Linked DNA regions of Mus musculus: region 1 is linked to region 2. A link is a contact called in public HiChIP or PLAC-seq data. All regions are on one chromosome and are shown on one strand. Each heading gives the region's core, a stretch centred on a gene start, on an enhancer-like site or on the middle of the called end of the contact. The rest is flanking DNA. Distances are from core to core; before and after follow the strand shown. Region 1 holds the start of Actr10 (ARP10 actin-related protein 10). Region 2 has its middle 19 kb from the start of Gm32322.

Region 1 (2,895 bases), core at 98-2,597, 230 kb before region 2:
TCTTCAATCACATCCCTATATAATAATTTATATTTTCAATGTATAGCCACAATAATTATTTTCAGGTAGTAATCTCTACTTATTATATTAATGTTTTTTAAAAAAGTAAGATGAATATGGGAGAGTCAGAGAAGGAGAGGATAATCAAGAACTATGTTTAATCCAATTCTGTAGCTTCTAAGGACCAATTTTTAAGTCTGTTCTTATGACCATTTATTTAATAGTTGCTTAACATCTATTACAGGTTAGGAAGTGTTTAAAATATGCAAAAATAATCCACACATCTGTTTCATATATAACTTCACCTCAAACACATAATATGTATATATGATGGAACTCTCAGCTTTCTGGAGCCTAATATGTATTTCATACACAACATCACTTTATATATACATATATGTCATGTAATTCTGTGTTGTTCTTGAGTCCAATACAAGGACTCTTAAATGGATGGTCCAAAGAACTTAAAACCGTCCAGCATCCTCTCATACTGTCCAGATGTTCCAAGGCTTGTGAATTTGTGTTTTGCTATCTCTACCTTTGACTGCCACTTCGAGGACCACTACTCCCGTGCTTACAAACTGCTTTTTTAAAGTGCAAAATGTGGGTCTAAGAGTATTATAAGGTAACCAACAATTTCCCGTCTCATTTCTATGCGGCTTCCTGTCTTCATGTGCCAGGGCTCCATAGCTGATTTCCTACACTCCTGGAGAACAATCTATTTCCAGAACCAATGGGGCTCCATCCCATAAATGTTTTATGGTGGAAAGAGTCAGCAAGCGTTACAATTCGATGGTTTCCTTCCAATCTGACCCAGCCAGAGGCAAGCACAATCTGGGTCATCGCTGTCAAAAGTTAAAGTGATGGCCCCTGATCACCTTAGACGGGGGTGGGGTGGGGGACACCGTTCCCCGAGCTTCCTGGGCTTCTCTAGGAGTCCAGATCCCACTCAGGCCACCAGATCCTACAGGTTCGCATTGCCCAAGAGAGTCCTCCCTGACAACACATTCATCACTGAGTGTGGACTGAGCTTTGCCTTAAGGCAACGATGTGAGCTAGCATTCGCGGGATCGCCGGGGGAAGGTCCCGGGTGCCCAGCGGGCCTAAAGACGGTTGCCAGTCCGGGACCACCGGCACGTCCCTCGGGCCCACAGCCGCCCATGGCCACTCACTTGGTGAAAGCTTCTCCTAGGTCGATCACGACTGCTGTCTTCTCGCCGCCGCTCCCAAGGCCCTCGTAGAGCGGCATCTTTGAGAGACCGACGTAGAGAGGGTGAAGTGGTCCGCCCGGCGGGGGGGCTGCCTCAGCGCGGGGGCGGGGCGGGGTCCTCACAAAGCCGAGGACCCGGGCTGGCCAAGGAGAGGCCTGACGTCGCGGAGGCCGAGGCGGTCAGGCGCGCCGGACACCTTAGAGGGGCGGAGCCTCCCGGGTCCTCTCGCTCAGCGGCCGGGGGCGCCTGCGCGGCGTAGTAAGGATTTTTAGCGGCTTAGGAGGGGAGGCAGGAACTTGAGATCGCTTTCTCATTCTCCAGTTCTGTGTTGGTCGTTTATCATGACATTTAGTCGCCGCAATGAACACACAAGATAGAGTCTGCTCAGAAGAGATTGGCTTTCACTCTCCCCGAAGCAGTTCTAGAAAAGGATCCTAAGATCTAAATTCAAAACTTGGATTGGGAAGGCGGAAATGCTCCTTAATTACAGCAGTATTTGTGGTGGTTTACATGCGAACGCCCCCCCCCCCCCCCCCCCCGCGCGCCTAGGCTCATCTGTTTGAATGCTTAGTCACCGAGGACTGGAACAGTTTTGGAAGGATATGGAGATTTGACCTTGGAGGAGGTGTGTCACTGGGAGTGGACTTTGGGGTTTAAAAAGCCCACACTAGGCGCAGCTCTCTCCTCCCTGCCTCCTCTGCCCCCAACCCCCACCCCGGACCCTTGTTGCCTGGCAATTAAGATGTAAAGCTCTCAGCTACTGCTTCATTGCCATGCCTGCCCGCCACCCCACCCCCCCATCATTAACTAAAACTGTAAGCAGGTCCCCGATTGACGATTCCTTTTATAAGAGTTGTCTTAGTCATGTTGTCTCTTCCCAGAAATAGAATAGTTACTAAGACAGCAGTTCTTGCCTGTTGCTGGGGAGATTGATTGGATTTCTAGAAGAGGAGAAACCAGGTGTCATGGTGGCAAGATGCAAAGATATGATCAAAGCATATACATGAAATCGAGAACAAATAAATAAAAATTTAATAAGGAGAATATCGTGGTTATTTTAGCAGAAAGAAAAAAAGAATGAACACAAAACAAATATATTCCTTAATAATCTCAGATGTTTGAATGGAACCTCTTGTGGAGTATTTTTTAAAAAGAAAGATTTAAGAGTACATTAAAAAAACAAACAAACAAAAAAAACCCTGATTTATTTCTCTTGCTGGCTGGAAGCAAAGAATGTTGACCCAACTGAAAAAACTGTCCAGACAGTCTGCAAAAGAGACATTTTCTCACAGTCATCTAACAAAAATCCCAGCACTGGGCAAGGAGATGCTGTTTGAGCAGTTTGTCAGAGATGTCCAAGAAACTCCCCAAACAAGCTTTGCTGTTGCTCTTAGTTGCATTGCAGAGGTTGAGGATAAGTCGTTGTTGCTAAGACACCATGCACTTTAGACAGAGGACCCAGAGGTTCTAACCAGAAAGCCTCCTCCCTGAGAACTAGCTTTCATGGTACCAGAAGGCTCCATACAAGCTTTCAAAGAAGGGAAACCAGTCTTACCCAACCATGATATTCATAAACAGACACACACAAGCTGGTGTGTGTGTGTGTGTGTGTGTGTGTGTGTGTGTGTGTAATGAGATTAAAGAAACAGAGACCATCGATTTGAGAGAGCAAAGGTGTGGCACA
Region 2 (2,988 bases), core at 443-2,942:
GGGAAAATGATACCTCTACCTCGAAGTGAGCTTCCGGTCTTCTCCCTGGCTCCTCAGACCATGCTCACTGAATCCGTGTGGAACCAAAATAGCACCTGGGTGACTGGGAACGCTCCCACAGCCGAGGAAGCTAAGGCAGCAGATTCAGGTCTAGCTAAGTTTGTAACAAACTTAGCAAGGACGTCGTCCTGACTCAGAGTTCTGCTCCATTTAGAGGCAAACTTGATCGGAAGCGACTGGAAATGTGCCCAGAAATCCTCAGAAACCCGAGGTTCAAGGCACTGTACACAGCACTACTGACCTTAGAACAGTTTGCTGAAGTCGTTTTTCTCCGTTTAAGTAGAGAGATATTTTGACATCAATAAGCAAAAAACCACAACCACAACTCAACCCAACCCAACCCAAACAACAACACCCTCCCCCTTCCAACCCCCAATCTCCTCCACCAAAACCAAGCCAGCACCAACAGCCTCATCAGGTAACTTTGACCGGACACACATTGCTGACAGGGTAGGAGGGCGAGCACTGCGTTTACAAACTTCCCCTTTCATTTTTGTTCCAGTATAAACACGTGTCGTCTCCTCTGACAAAGCATTTCAGAACATACACACAGTAAGCTATGTGTTTTCATTTTGAAATCAATTTTCTTGGATTTTTTTTTTTTTAATTGATGGTAAAATAATGACTTGACTTATTTACTCACAGGATTTGTTCCTGACTGGTGACCTACCTCCCCTAAGTGACTGAAGTGCTGTGGACATTTGCACCCTTTGGTTTAGAGGAAGGGAAAACCTAATTTACATCATCTTATTTAAACACTCTGTCCTTTCAGCTAAGCTGCACTCTGATCCAGGCCTCGTGCTAGGCTAGGTGATGGAGACTCCCGAGCTAGAACAGAGATGCCTACATAGCAGTGTTTCAGTCTCACAGTACATTACTCTGTGTGTCTAAAGGTCTCAGCACACCCAGCAGCAAAGCTCAATTCATACAGGAAGCCTAAGCCTAGTTCAATATGATAATATCCCCAAATGTAAATGGATCTCCTCTGTTGGCCAGGCCGCAGACTGTGGAGTCCCAGATGGGGTGGATGGTCCATCCCACATCAGGAGTAGCTGCAGCCCATCTCAGCCTGGGCTCATTCCTCCCTCTCCTGTCTATCACCCCCAGTCTCCCTCCTGATGTTCTAGGCTTTATCCTGCCCTCTGAACACCAGAGTTGAAGCTAAAGGAAATTCCAACTCAGAACAAAACAAAACACCGGCTGCTGCTTCTGAGATTTATGAAGAACCCCGGGTGAGAGAGCAGTAGTTGGAAGGCTCTAGACACTCGTTGAGAGGAGCCAGCACACAAAGTGTCTTCTGCCGCAGGGTTCCAAGGGAATATTTTTCTTTCTACTCACTGCAACAGCTGGTCAGGAATTTCCCTATTTGTTAGGGAAAAGGAATTTGGCAAGGAAAATCCTGCATCTCTTCCCTTCCCCCCAGCAGAAGTCAGCTGTACCTCAGGACAGGTAAAAAAGCAAAGGAGTCAGACAGTTTATTCACTTACAAATGATTCAGGGAACTGAAATTTTCTTTCTGACTTTCCTACCCCCAGGCAGGGAGTTTTGGTAGAGAAACAACCACAGAAGAGTTAACTGGCCTGGATCTCTGTGCCTCTGCTCTCCCAAGATGATCACATTCCATTCTGGAATGCAATGCTGCCGAAGGAGGCCAGATTGGTTCTGTAGGTGGTATGTGCCCCACCTACACACACCCTAGAGTTCTTAGCAAGAGCTGTTTTCCCCAAGTGTTAACTGCTCTTTCTTTCATCCAAAGAATGATTTGTTGAGTGCTCTTCATGCTGGGTATTTTGCAGGTGGCAAACCTTATATTATATAAGGAAATTATAGTGGGCAAAGACTCATAGATGCAACCTTAGTCAATGGGTAGTGCAAATGAGGGACTACGGGGAGGTAAACCAATAGAGACTCAGTATTGCAGCTGCCCCAAACCCAGGACACATAGACTGGCATAGTGGCAGCCCATGTGCTCGAGCCAAAGGATGAGCCAGAAGATCACACATGAGAGGTGAAATCCAGACAGAGGGAGCAGCATCGGCAAAATGCAGTGACAACAGCAGCTTAGCTGATAGAGAAGAATAGAGGGGAAGACAAGTCAGAGATGTGGGGCAGGGGGATGCAGTGTGAGGAGGGAGATAGGAGGAGGGAGAAAGAAAGAGAAGAGGGAGAGTAGTAAGTAATGGGGAGGGGAAGGAAAGAAGGAGAAAGAGGGAAAGAGAATGGGAGGGAGTGAGAAAGGAGGGAAGAAGAGTATGGAGAATAAGAGAGAGAGGGAAGGTAGAGGAGGACAAGAAGGACACACGAGGGAATGATCAATGTATACATGTCAACTTTACATTGCTGTGTACTAGCAGTACAATGTACAAATCCAGTAGCAACGAACATTAAAAAATTATAAAACAATTTCATTTATAACAGCATCAAGAAAGAACAAAACACTCATCAGGAGCGAATTTAACCACAGAAATTCAAGTTTAGGATGTTGAAAATAACAGGACACCATTGAAAGAATTTTCAGATATCTAAATGAAGCAGCTGGTGTTGGGGAACTGGAAGCTATAAGATGTGTTATTCAGAGACCATGTTTTAAGTCACCCCACCAACATCCCAAATTAGTTCTTTGTAGAAATTCCCAGATACACACGGAAACCCACAGGACTTAGCCAAAATGGCGTGGGAAACGAAAAATGAAGAAGACACACTTCCCAAGTTTAGAACTTAGCAAGAAGCGGCAGGAATCAAGGCACTGTGCTACGGGTAGACACATAGATCAATCAGACAGCACTGACAGGTCAGGAGGAGACAGGGCCTTTCTAATTTACAAAGGAGTTTTTCCTACAAAGGAGTTTCTGATGACAGTGCTGAGACAGACTGAAGAATAGATTTCCTGTAACAGTGCCAGCACGCCTGGGTATCCACATGCAAGAG

What was found. HiChIP or PLAC-seq counts read pairs in DNA pulled down with a chosen protein or histone mark.
Region 1: a contact with region 2 is called in an H3K27ac HiChIP or PLAC-seq map of embryonic stem cells, with 9 read pairs. The contact joins the promoter of Actr10 here to the enhancer-like site in region 2. A contact is called at or near these places in 2 of 39 promoter capture datasets (both in the C10 cell line), 1 of 484 Hi-C or Micro-C datasets (embryonic stem cells), 6 of 115 datasets of contacts at active chromatin or transcription factors (bone marrow-derived macrophages, embryonic stem cells, pancreatic cancer cells and 1 more) and 1 of 9 other capture datasets (adipose tissue).

Annotation. Positions count from the first base shown.
Region 1 is chr12:70,936,309-70,939,203 of GRCm38.p6, reverse strand. Actr10 (ARP10 actin-related protein 10) reads right to left here and starts at 1,347. Exons shown (of 13, transcript NM_019785.2): 1 at 1,173-1,347. The coding sequence starts at 1,249.
Region 2 is chr12:70,711,230-70,714,217 of GRCm38.p6, reverse strand. No RefSeq gene overlaps it. Among named protein-coding and RNA genes, the nearest start is that of Gm32322, 19 kb to the right of the region's middle. Within about 2 kb of position 1,692, at least 165 of the 459 cell types and tissues checked have an H3K27ac peak or open chromatin away from gene starts, as enhancers often do. A contact at or near this core is called in adipose tissue, bone marrow-derived macrophages, embryonic stem cells and 1 more, where this site is marked.